2 separate regions of the Mus musculus genome follow, and region 2 is linked to region 1. Evidence: chromatin contacts called from public HiChIP or PLAC-seq data. All regions are on one chromosome and are shown on one strand. The core of a region is the stretch at or near the end of the contact, and the rest is flanking DNA. Distances in the headings are between cores, read along the strand shown.

Region 1 (6,660 bases), core at 2,995-5,494:
AGCAAACACTCAAACCTAATGAATATAAACATTAGCTGATAAAACCCCAACAGCCTCTCAACAGGGCATTCCTGCAGGGGACATTCATAGGAAATACCAAGTTCTGCAACAGGGAATTTTCCTTCTGAATAGGAAGAGACCATCCCTGTCAAGGAAATGTCAAAGCTCTCCCCACAACTCCCCCTTTTTGTTTGTTTGTTTTCCCTAAGACAATAGTTCTCTGTGTAGTCCAGGTTGGCCTTAACTTCAATCCTCCTGCCTCATCCCTCTGAGAGTTGTTGGGATTACAGGTATGTGCCACTACATTGTTGTTATTTAAGTGGGTTTTGTATAGCTTAGAATGGCTTTGAACTTGTTGCCTAGGCTTCATGTATGCTAGGCAAGTGCATACTAATTGAACAACATATTGCAATCCAATTCCTTCTAAACAGAAGTTTCATTTTTATCTATTAATAACTGATGTCAGTGCTGGAACTGATGCCAGGCCTTGTGCATGCTGGGAACGTGTTCTCCTGCTTAGCTACACCCGAGCCCTCGAGCCCTCGGTCAGTGTAAGCTTTAATGGCATTATCTCCTCAGTTGTTCAACAGGTGAGAAAGGGAGAGGGGGAGGGGGAGGGGGAGGGGGAGGTGGAGGGGGGAGGGGAAGGGGGAGGGGGAGGGGGACGATATCATGCTTATTTATTAGGAAGGACAATAAGCTGCCAAACATTTTGGAATAGAGTGACTCCTTCAACATAAACAAAGATCCTACAATGATCACAATGGGAGATTACCATCATGTTTGTTTGTTTGTTTGAGATAGGGTTGGTGTCCATGTTGGCCTGAAACTCACTATAGAGCCTAAGTTGCTCTCAAACTCTGTCGGTCCTTGTGCCTCAGTCTCCCCAGTGCTGGGACTATAAGTATAAGCTACCACTCTTGGCTCAACTATTTCTCCCTTTGCTGTACATGCCTCTCCACTGACAGGTGGATTCTGTTTCCCTCCCTTGGATCTGGGGTGTCCTCATGGCTTGCATTGGTCAACAGCATGGAACAGAGGCAGCATTGCCAGAATCCCATGTCTACATAACTTCTGCTCTCTCAGAGCCCAGCTGCCACATCCTGAGAACCCCTCTTTAGTTTGCGGAGGAGGAAGGTCATGATGGGGAGAACCAGAGGCCCAAGCAAAGACTAGCACCAGCTGTTGTCTTCTGAGTGATGTCTCCATGGGTGTTCTGCCCAGCTGAGCTCCAGCAGAAGTCAGCAGCATGTATGACCCGGATCCAGGAGAACTGGTGAGCTGAGCCCATTAACCCATAGACTCATAGGAAGCGATGGATCAGTGCTGTGGAGGAGGTCGGTGGGTAGAGTGCTTGCCTTGTGAGCATGAGGCCTGGCACTGTTTAGACCAGGTACTGTGTAGACTGGCACTGTGTAGACCAGGTAATGTACACATGCCTGTAATCCAGGTAATGTACACATGCCTGTAATCCTGGTGTGGGGAGGTAGAGGCAGAAGATCAGGAGTTCATGTTCACCCCTGAGCTGCAGATAGAGTTCAAGGCCAGTCTGGGCTACATAAGACCCTGGCTCAAAAAAGTCACTGAATGTGTGTGTGTGTTTATCCTGTGGTAATAGACAACTGAAACACAGGAGGGCTAATAAGTACTTTAAACAAGATGTGAACATCTCAAAGATGAGGCAGGGGTGAGCCATTAGTCAGAAGGACAGAAAAGAGAACCACCCAATAGGAGATACTGAATTCCCTTCTGACTGAGTCAGTTAGGCCGGGAGGACTCAGTGATCATCGAGATAAAATTCCTGCTCTCATGGAAGTTAAGGCAAGACTGAGGGAGATGGAAAGGCACAGGGCTCCTCTTCCAGAAGACCTGAAATGAGTTCCCAGATCCCACAGCAGGTGACTTACAGCCTCCTGTTACTCCTGCTCCAGGGATCTACAGACCTGCCTCTGGTCTCTGTGGGTACCTGTACACATATACATATATTACCCCCACAGATGCACACATACCACACACACACACACACACACACACACACACACACACTTACAAATTAAATCTTAAAAAGGAAAACAAATAGCTAGTTACTGGAACTGTTACTGAGTGGCAGACACAAAGAATTTATGAGAAGGGGGCTGGGGAGATAGCCCAGTGAGTAAAACTGCAGGTCCAAATGAAAACCTGGGCATGAAGCATACACCTCCAATTCCAGCTCAGAGGAGGTACAGATGGGAGGACCCCCGAGGCTCAAAGAGACTGTTTCAGAACAAAACAAAACACAAAAAGCAAACAAAAGAACAGAACAGGGTTAGTGACTGAGGAAGCTACCAGATGTTGACCTCTGGCCCTTGCAAGCCCATGCACACGTGTGAGCATATCACATGTGTGTGAGTATATCACATGTGTGTGAGCATATCACATGTGTGTGAGCATATCACAGGTGTGTGAGCATATCACATGTGTGTGAGCATATCATATGTGTGCACACGTGTGAGCATATCACATGTGTGTGAGTATATCACATGTGTGTGAGCATATCACATGTGTGTGAGCATATCACAGGTGTGTGAGCATATCATATGTGTGCACACATGTGAGCATATCACATGTGTGTGAGCATATCACATGTGTGTGAGCATATCACATGTGTGTGAGCATATCACATGTGTGCTTGAGCAACACACAGAAGATGAGTATTACTTGGTGAGGAGCTTGAGGGTTTGCAGAGAAGGAAGCAATCACCTTCCAGGAAGCCAGGAGCTCACAGGGAGGCAGGCAGGAGAGAAGGAAAGTGCTGAGAGGAACAGCCAAGGCAGCTGGCCACAGCGGGGCTGAGGAGCCGAGCTCTGCAGCCCTCCCCAGTACAGCTCCTTCTGTACACAGGATGCAGAATAATGCCGTGTGACCCCCATGCCTGCCCATGGTGTACCTGGACCAAGAGAGGTTGAGTTGAGTGGAATACAAATGAGTTGCCAGCTTTAGGTTTGCAAGTGACAAATGAATCTCAAGTGTCCTTCAGGCTAATCAAAATCTCTCGATCGGAGAAGTGGCAGTCATCACGATTTCATTACCTCTGACTTCTGCAAAAAGCTTTAATTTGGGTTCTTCATATATTATTATATAAATTAATGATTACCAACAGCTTCCATTTCCAGACTTTAACTCTCCTACCTATATAGCCACCAACTTCTGTCTATTGGGCAGATACTGGAAGACCAACAGAGATAGCTGAGCACAATGATTGTATCCCTTGTCCATGAAGTACTCAATGACACAAAAAACCAACAACGTCTTAGTTACTTTTTTTCCTCCTCTGACAAACTCTATAAAGCAACTTACATAAGAAAAAAGTATTTAATTTGGGCTTACAGTTTCAGGGGGTTAGAGTCCATGATGGTGGAACATAGGAATAGCTGAGAGCTTACAGTGTGATCAGAAAGTAGAAGGGGGGTGGAGAGGGAAAGGGGAGAGGGGAGAGGAGAGAGGGAGACACAAGAGACAAGAAGACTCTTTTGAAACCTCAACTCTCATACCCAGCAATACACCCCCTTCTACAAGGCCACACCCCTTAATCTTTCCCAAATAGTTCCATAAGATGGGGACCAAGTATTCAAATATATAAGCCTATGGAGGCCATTCTCATTCAAACCACCACAGAGAGCAACCTTTATATTCTAAATCCAGAGGCGAGTTTGCTGGGATTCTAAGAATGCTTACACCGTGCATGTGGAGCGGTGCACAGCGTGAGCTGGCAGTGCAGATGGAGAAGGAAAACAGAGTCTTGCTGATCAGCTACCACCAGCCCTTGGGCACCCAGCCCTGTGTTCTAACAGTCATTGCTCATGACACAGTGATGCTGAGGTTACAGTTGTGTTACATCAGTGCTAACAATTTGCCTATTTTATTTTTGGCTCCTGGAATAACTTAGCCCTTAGCCAAGCATATGTGATGGTGTTTCTTTTCTCTTTTCCGTGGGGCTGGGGAGGTTGTGTAGCTGTTAGTGATTTGAATATATAGGAAATGTTATTCTTGCAGCCTTGATAGTCAGGGCAAATTGTAAAATAGAAATTTTTGTGAGATTTCAAAGATGAGGATTATTTTGATAACATCATTTACTGATTTAAAAGATGTGATTACCCCAACTCTACTGAGGAGGAAACCTACTGAATAACATAACATAACTTGGGATATGTGTTTTACATCAGTTTAAAAACAACAATGAGACTGTGACTCATCTGGCACTGTTTTCAGATGGCTCATGTTTGAGGAAAAGAACGAGTTTAATTGCCTTTTAATCCACCTCCCCAACCCACACAACAGGGACTGAACCCTGGGCTTGCTAGACAAGTGCTCTGACTCCAACCTGAGTCTGCAGCCCTGGGTTTTCCCATCCTTTTGAGGTGTGAGGGAAAACCCTCTACTCTGTCCCCATCTCCCATGTAAGAGATCAGGGATAGCCAGACTTGAGGGTGAAGGGGGAAAAAATTCAACTTTGATTTGTGTGTGTTTCATTTAGTTTCAGTACGAAGCTGAAACTATTTCTTCCTTTCCCCTCCACCTTCCCTCTGTCTGTCTCTCTCTCTTCCTCCCTTACTCCTTCCCTCTCTCTCGCTCTTTCCTTCCCTCTTTTCCTCTCTTTCTTTCTTTCTTTCTTTCTTTCTTTCTTTCTTTCTTTCTTTCTCTCTCTCTCTCTCTCTCTCTCTCTCTCTCTCTCTCTCTCTCTCTCTCTCTCCGTCTCTTTCTTTCTTTCTTATTGACTCACTGGCCTTAAACTTGTAATCCCCCTGCTTTAATTTCATCCCAAGTGCTGAGACATCTCTAAGTGCAGAATACAGTGCTAACTATAGGCACAATGCCATATACCAGATCTCTTTGTGCCCATTTTTAAGTCTAAGCTGCACTCAGCATATTATCAGTACATATAAGTGAGTCATAGATAAACAGTCACAGTGCTAAGGGTGTACCTCAGTGGTACAGGGCATGGCCAGGACCTCGGCATCCATACCTGGAGCTACCATTGATTCAGTAGCTTGCATATCCAGGCTCTCCCTGAGGTCCCATAAGAGGGACCTCATGCTTAGGTGAACAGCTCCGTATGTCTTCTGCAGGAGGCACCCAGAGGTATGAGTCCTGTCACACTCCGTGCTGGGAAGCACTGGTTACTGTGCCAGGACACTGTGCTTTAATTGTCCAGGTAGAACTGTCTAGTCCTGACCATTGAGCATTGACCCTCTCAGAATCATGGCTGATCTTCTGCAATCCTCTTCACCTTACCCCCTCACCTCTAGGGTCTGGGACACTGCCCCCCACCTCCTGTCTCCTCACGGCTCCCAGCGACCTCCCTATCCTTGCTAGCTCAGGTTTCCCCTCCAACCCCAAAGGAGCTTCAGGATATCAAAAGTTCATCTTGTGGCTCAGTGTCGTCATTCCCCCAATGACTGTCACCCAGATTTTGAAGGAAGAATAACATGGTGATAGCTGCTGTGGCAATATTAGGTGCCCTGTACTTTACAATGTAAAGTGCCGGATGTGGCACTCAGTGGCTGTATGTGGCAAGATAATTAGAGGCAAGATAATTGAGGCAGAGAGCTGAGGTTCAGCATCTGATCTGGAACTGCAAACAATGGCCCACCAGCATCAAGTGTTGGGGTCTTGCTGCTCCCCCACCTGCTTGTTGTTTCAAAGCAGGACCTCATGTAACCCAGGCTGTCCTTGAACTCACTAAGCAGAAAGGCATGATATTAAATGCCTTTAGGCCTTTAGGTATGATCCTCCTACCTTTAGGTCCCCGGTGTTGGCACTACAGGCATTCACCATCACAGCTGGTGTGTGCTGCTGGATAGCAAACTCAGCTTCATGTGTGCTTAGAGAGCATTCTATCAGTCAAGCTATATCCTTGACCACCCCTTCAGCCACACGGGCCCAATGGTACATCAGTGTCAAATCATTCCTCGAAAGCTCTTGCTGGGTGAGAAGTGACCCTCGTCCCTCTCCATAGCAAGCCAGATAAGGTACAGGATGTGACCAAAATAGACAGGCAAAGAGTAAACTAAGAGTTGGAAAGATTTGGATGTCATTTAGGGCAGAATCAAAATGATAACTCAAAGAAACCCCAAACACCTCACTGTCTAACCTTTTCACATTGCAATACAATGTCATCTTCAAATGTGCTGGACCACAGGCATGGCTATCTTGGGACATGTGTGACCTACCGGATATGTCTAGCACAGGTTGGACATATTTGACTTTGATTCTGGTGTGTTGTGAGATCCACTGGCTATTGTGGTCACTGTTCTCAAGACCCAGTCATGACACATAAACGCAGTCCTTCCACATATGTAGCCCATTTAAACACATAAGCACAGCACCCTTCGCCTACAGAAGCGGTTCTCAACCTGTGATTCGTGACCGCGGGTAAATACCTATTTCCAGTGGTCTGAGGGACTGAGACAGCACTCAGTAGCAAAATTAGTTAAGAAATAGCAACGGAAATCAATTTATGGTCGGAGGCTCCTAAGACCATCAGAAATATTTTTCCAATAGGCTGGTGGCCATGACCCACAGGTTGAGAGCCCACTGCCCTACGGATTGCTTTCCTGCAACATGCCAGCTTCACAGACTGACGGGAAAGGAGATGCCTTTCCTCTGCTGTTGCGTCCC
Region 2 (6,660 bases), core at 2,247-4,746, 230 kb after region 1:
TATTCCTGCACAAACATCATGACCAAGAATCAAGTTGGGGAGGACAGGGTTTATTTGGCTTACACTTCCATACTGCTCTTCATCACCAAAGGAAGTCAGGACTGGAACTCAAGCAGGTCAAGAAGCAGGAGCTAATGCAGAGGCCATGGAGGGATGTTTTTTACTGGCTTGCTTCTTCTAGCTTGCTCAGCCTGCTCTCTTATAGAACGAAGACTACCAGCCCAGAGATGGCACCATCCACAAGGGGCCTTTCCCCCTTGATCACTAATTGGGAAAATGCCTTACAGTTGGATCTCATGGAGGCATTTCCTCAACTGAAGCTCCTTTCTCTGTGATAACTCCAGCTGTGTCAAGTTGACACAAAACTAGCCAGTACAACACATCCATAGCATGCACATGTTTGGATGGGATACTAGAATTCAATTTACCTCATAAGTAGAAAGACTGGGGGTGGCCAAGAAGAATAGCAAGGGAGTTTGTCTCCCCAAATGTGCCAGGAAGTCCTCACATGAGCAAAAATGTTCTTTTTTCATTGCTGTATTAGCTGACCCCCTTTTCTTGCCTTCTGACCTATACTGAACACAGGCTGTGGCCACCACTGTCCACAGACTCCTCCCTCTCCTGTGTCATATCTATCTTGCCTCAGCACAGGCTCCTCCCTCTCCTGTGTCATATCTATCTTGCCTCAGCACAGGCTCCTCCCTCTCCTGTGTCATATCTATCTTGCCTCAGCACAGGCTCCTCCCTCTCCTGTGTCATATCTATCTTGCCTCAGCACAGGCTCCTCCCTCTCCTGTGTCATATCTATCTTGCCTCAGCACAGGCTCCTCCCTCTCCTGTGTCATATCTATCTTGCCTCAGCACAGGCTCCTCCCTCTCCTGTGTCATATCTATCTTGCCTCAGCACAGGCTCCTCCCTCTCCTGTGTCATATCTATCTTGCCTCAGCACAGGCTCCTCCCTCTCCTGTGTCATATCTATCTTGCCTCAGCACAGGCTCCTCCCTCTCCTGTGTCATATCTATCTTGCCTCAGCACAGGCTCCTCCCTCTCCTGTGTCATATCTATCTTGCCTCAGCACAGGCTCCTCCCTCTCCTGTGTCATATCTATCTTGCCTCAGCACAGGCTCCTCCCTCTCCTGTGTCATATCTATCTTGCCTCAGCACAGGCTCCTCTGCGGGGGAGGGTCAGAAGATACAGGACTATTGGTCAGGCACTCCTCTGCTCACCACCAAATGCTGAGTATCAACTATTCCTGGGCATAGAAGAAAATAGCCAGAACGCCTACTGATATGGTATTACATTGTAGTTGGGGGCAGAGGAACAGATGGTCAACATTAAATTCATCATGAAGTCAAAGTATAAAAACTAGACACGAACAGTTCACTTAGAGCTGGTCCAGAGAAGCTACATTTCAACCTTAATCTAGAATTTTTTTTCCCTGCCTTATTCTCTGTGCTGGGAATGCTATTATTTTCTCCAGACCTCAGGACTGCCTTGCTCAGTTGCAAAGCTCTATGTGTGTGTCCCTTGCCTAGTGATGCTTTCCTGTCTCCACCCCCAATACCATGCAAAGTACTACATCTCTCCTTTATGCTCTTCAGCTTCCAGGCTCTTCTGTTGTAGTTCCTGTCTTAGTTTGTATCTAGGACTCACCATCTCTGGCTAGACTCTGTGTTCCCCAAAGGCACCAATACTACCATGCTCTGTTTTGTGATCCTGTACAGCCTGGTATAAACTTTAGCAAAAGCTTGTTGGAGGAATGGCTCCTCAGACGTCTTCACCTTTCTCAGACTACCATCCTTATTACCCTGCTCACTCCTCTCTAAACAAGTTCCATTCTTTAAGAGCCAGCTCAAATCTCATCTCTTTTTTGGGTCTTCTCAAGAAATACTTTGCTGATAAGTTCCTGGGCAACAGATTCTATGACATAAATGGTGTTTCTGTAGGGCTGGGGGAAAGACTCTCACCGTGGCCTTGAACTCACGATCTTTCCACCTCAACCTGCCCAGGGCTGTGATTATAGTAGTGTGCAATGGCTCTTTGATGTCCTGTATTAGTACTCAACATCCCTCAATTGTGCTCTGATAAACAGAAAATGCTTCATTAAAACATTTATGCATGTATGTACATGTGCAAGTATACACACTCATGCACATTGTCATAACACACACTTTAATAGTCATAAGACATCACTAGGGGTGTAGGACAATGGTAGACTACTTGCATCTAGCATGAATGAGTTCCCTGGGTTTGATCCTAGCACCCCAACCCAAATAGGGTTGAACATTTTTTTTAAAAAGATTTATTTATTTATTTATTTAATGTAAGAAGAGGGAGTCAGATCTTGTTATGGATGGTTGTGAGCCACCATGTGGTTGCTGGGATTTGAACTCCGGACCTTCGGAAGAGCAGTCGGGTGCTCTTACCCACTGAGCCATCTCACCAGCCCGGGTTGAACATTTAAAAATGAGTAAAATTGTACAGAAAAGACAATTTCAACTATGTTTTTCTGAGCACAATAATCTTTTTACTTACTTTCATTTTTGTGGTAAAGCACCCTAATGGTAAATAGAATATAAACGATCTTCTCCAAGGCAACCGGAACGAACATGGGGAACTGTCAGACAATATCACCCAAGCTCCTATATGCCTAGTGTCTGACAATATGTTCCATGGATTATGGTCCCTCTCTGTAGTTCTGCCAGAAGGCCTCCAAGCTTCCACCAAGCCAACCTACCTGCTGAACCAGCTAAGGACTCTTGTCCCCATGGTAACTGGCTGGAGCTCTCTCCTTCCTGCCCTTTTCCCTTTGCCTCCCCCCCCCCGCCCCCCCCCCCCCGTTCTCAGCTCTTCGGAGACATCCAGCGGTGTGTCCAGGACTGAGAACCTGACGTCCCTGGGTTCCATGCGGCCCAGGGACCCCAGAACACCGGCTCTTCCGCGGTACCCAGCGGCATCTGTGGTACCCGAGTCTGACCCAGACTCTGGCAGTTCTGTGGGTACCCCAGGCCTTTTCCCATCCCTGGAACGGGGGTTCTGCAGCTTCTCACAGCCTGACACCCACCCAGCGGTTGCCGTGGGGGTGCGCCCAGTCAAAACTCCCTGTGTCCACCTTGCCCAGCGGCCCTAGCCCTGAGCAGATGTGGGACCCCATTTTTTAACCCAGAAAGAAAGAAAGAAGGGAAGGAAGAGGAGGGAGGGGGAGGGGAAGGGGAGGGGAGGGGAGGAGAGAGAAAGAAGGAAGAATTTGCAGGTCCCTGTATTTATAAAGTAAATTGACTTTTGTTCTTTATCTTAAGGAAAGATTGAGGGAGGTGGCTACGGACATTATCAACCTGTCTGGGAGAACAGGATTGTGAAAAAATGGATCTCTGTGTATATCGATCCAAATTCCAATATAATCATGTCATACCGTCAGAGTTCAGTGTGATACTCCTATGAAGAGCTGTAAAGCAACACAATGAAGACGAAGTTTCCCATAACAGGACCTTGTGGACTCTGGTGGGATGAGGCAGAAGTTCTGGCATGCTCTCTGGACAAAGTACTTGGGACCAGGGTGGTAGGCCCAGTGAGTTTTCTAAGTACATGGAAACGTGTTTCTAAGAGGCTGAAAAAAAAAGGCGTAGCAACTGACTGACAACCAAGACTTTTCTGCTCTGGTCTAGCCCATGTGGAAAGGCTCTGAGGAGAGAATTGTTTCCATGGGAAAACTTCGTGCTTCTCTGTGACAGTCCAACTTTGCCTTCAGAGTGATTGTTGGCAAGGTGCTGGAGCTGGGTGCATGTACTCATAGCTGCTTCAGGGAGGGGCTTCTGGGCAGGGGCCGGAACTTTGAGTGGCAGGTCTCTAATCCTGTCCTTGAGTCGGTTGTGTGGGAGCCTGTTTTCCTCTCCTTCCTTTTGTTTTCTGGCCATGACATGAGTGGGTTCTTTCACCATCTGACAAGAGGCAAAAGCAGTGGATTCACTTGATATTGGTAACCCCTAAATCTGAGCCAACAGGGAATGCCACGCAAGAGAGGGCAGAGAGAATGTGGGAGCCAGAGGCCAGGGAGGAGCACTGTGAAAGTCTGTCTCTGACCTTTAGATGGCCGGCACACCTTTGAACTCATGGTGGCTGTGGTTACTTACACAAAACCAAGTCAGTCAAATTCCAGCACAGAAGTGGGGGGGGGGCTCCCAAAGCGGCAATGACAGCTGAAGAGCTGTCCTGTCAGGGGTTAATGGCTACTGGGAGAAGGGGCATACTCTTTCTATAGCAGCATGGCCATAGGCAGGTTGCCCAGGCTCCCCTGGTTGGCCCCAGAGCGATGCACATATGGGTAGCACTAGTTGGAATCGGTGGTTTATTTCCTTCAGAAATGGAAGAGGATGTGAAGGTGGGAGGGGGATGGGCTGAGAGTGCATCCAGATGTAAATATAATCAGAATAGATTGCATACATGTAGGCAAATATCAAAGAAAGAATAAAAAGTATTGTACAGAAATGACTGAAACTACAACACCCCCCCCCCCCCCCATTTATCTGCAAAGCAGCTAGGCCACATAAGGCTACCCCAGGCTCAGTGTGTCTCTAAAAAGCAGCAGCGGCTTCAACCAAGGATGAGCATCCTTTGGACTCTAAGTCCTGCTGGTACCAGGAACCACTACAAGTCTTTCTGTCTTGACTGACCTTTGGCAGAAATTTAGCAAGCTTTATTGAATGAAGGGGGCAGTGGGGGGTGTTAAGGAATATGAGTTCTAGTCATCCTATCATAGATATGATTGACTTTCACAATAATTAAATAAAACAAAGCTCTTTCGAAAGCAAACAAACCTTTTGTACTTATTACCAGTGCCCATTAGTGAACAAAACAGGGTTGCACATATATAATCCTGGTTTAGATTAGAGGGTCAATGAGGCTCATGAATATGCATCTCAATTCTGTAAGCATCTGTTTGAGCACATGCATTCCCCCCACACTACTCCTCTACCCTGAGAAAAGAGCAGGTGGGAGAACGTAGGGAAGGCTCACACAGTAAAGCCATGTGCAGAGACTGAAGGCATGTGCTCCTGGCTAGAACACACTGGTAAATGTCCTCAATGACTTGAGAGTTGAGAATGGGTAAGCAGGGATCAGGGAAAGATTCGGGGCGGAGAGGGCAAAGGGAAACACAGTCCTGAAGGTTCTGCACAGCTAGACTGAAGACCAGGACTTGGAGAAGTAGGGAGGACAACCACTCTGAGCATCTTAACCCATCTGTGGTCAACTTTTTGAATCTTCCATGGACACCATCTTGAGGAAGTCGAGAAAATTATCAAAGAGGCCTGGAGACCACTCTAGACCAGCCAAACACAACTCATGCTAGCTGAGGGACAGGCTCAACACAAGCAAAGAGGACTGAGAAGACCTTCCAAGGTCAGTGACACCGAGTTAGGGAAGGCGGTGAAAATTCTGCCAATGAAAATTAGTCCCCAAAGGGATGCAGACATCCAGTGTGGAGGTGATTAACTTCCAGTGCCAACCGAGGATGCTGCAGCCTGGAAGAATCCCAAGCGAGAGCCATATATCTAGATGGGTGAGATTCTTTCTGTTATTCTGGCTTCCTTCCTCCTCCTCCATTTCTTTCTCCTTTCCTCCCCTCTCTCCTCCCCTCTCCTCCCTTCCCTTATCTCCCTCTCAAGTCTCTTCTCCTGTTCTCTCCTTCCCATACCCCCCCTCTCCTCTCCATTTTTTTCTCTGCCTGTCTCCTAGTCTCCCCCAGTCCTAACTCTCCTTTCTTTCTAGGTCCGATGATAGGCATCTATGCAGATCAGCAATCCTGTCTGGGGGAATGTGTGGGACTCTGCATCCCATGGCCCATGGGTTCTTGATATATATCCCAATATGCCCCGCCCCCATCCCATACCCCTAAGCTCTCACAATGCACTTGTGGAGGACCAGAACACAATTCTAGCCCCCTGGCACATGGACAAGAGACAAGAATCTGGACCAGCCAGCCTCATGAGCACCATGTTATTTGGAGTTGCATTAGATGCTCCTACATATCTGCACCAGGATGTTGCAGCTGTGGTGCTGTGAGTGAATACTTCCACCCTCCCATCTCTGTCCACACTGCTCTTTGTCACAAACTCTGCTTAGGCACTTGCTGTCCTGTGACTGCGTAGCAGTCTGACCTTTTCTTCTTTTGCTTATACTTGTTTTATTCGTTTCTTCCTACATGCATCACCACTTTTCTGCTTCTATCTATTCCCAGGAATAAATGTTTCAAAATGCAATAAAGACATCTTTTGATTATTCTGTGTGTTTAGGATTGTGCTAAAAGTATTTAAAAATTCCTGATAATTCCAAGATCAAACTTCATTTTGTTCTATATATGTGTGCATGCATATGGGTACAATTTTATGTTGGTTCATGTTTTGGGAAGGGGTGTGTGTGTAGGTGTGTGTGTGTGGTGTGGTGTGTCTATATCTCCCCCAGCCCAAGGAGAATATATTCTTCCTACCATGTCTAAGTTTTAGATGTCTATAGTTGGAAGCTAGCTCGACTCTTTCAAATTGGGTTTCTAAAATTATGTTCATAATTGAATGATACATCTTTTCTCAAATACGGGAAGCACTCTTTTTGTAAGAATGGGATAAAGTAGGTTGAGGTTGAGAAAGGACCTTAGGATGTAGCT

The links. HiChIP or PLAC-seq counts read pairs in DNA pulled down with a chosen protein or histone mark.
Region 2: an HNF4G HiChIP or PLAC-seq map of pancreatic cancer cells shows a contact between it and region 1. The contact joins two enhancer-like sites. A contact is called at or near these places in 7 of 484 Hi-C or Micro-C datasets (cortical neurons, embryonic stem cells, liver and 2 more), 2 of 115 datasets of contacts at active chromatin or transcription factors (SST interneurons and pancreatic cancer cells) and 1 of 9 other capture datasets (embryonic stem cells).

The regions. Positions count from the first base shown.
Region 1 is chr2:5,091,262-5,097,921 of GRCm38.p6, forward strand. No RefSeq gene overlaps it. Among named protein-coding and RNA genes, the nearest start is that of Gm39755, 8.8 kb to the right of the region's middle. Within about 2 kb of position 4,245, at least 28 of the 459 cell types and tissues checked have an H3K27ac peak or open chromatin away from gene starts, as enhancers often do. A contact at or near this core is called in pancreatic cancer cells, where this site is marked.
Region 2 is chr2:5,318,070-5,324,729 of GRCm38.p6, forward strand. The region is part of intron 6 of Camk1d (calcium/calmodulin-dependent protein kinase ID); the gene reads right to left. Among named protein-coding and RNA genes, the nearest start is that of Gm36906, 6.3 kb to the left of the region's middle. Within about 2 kb of position 3,497, at least 5 of the 459 cell types and tissues checked have an H3K27ac peak or open chromatin away from gene starts, as enhancers often do. A contact at or near this core is called in pancreatic cancer cells, where this site is marked.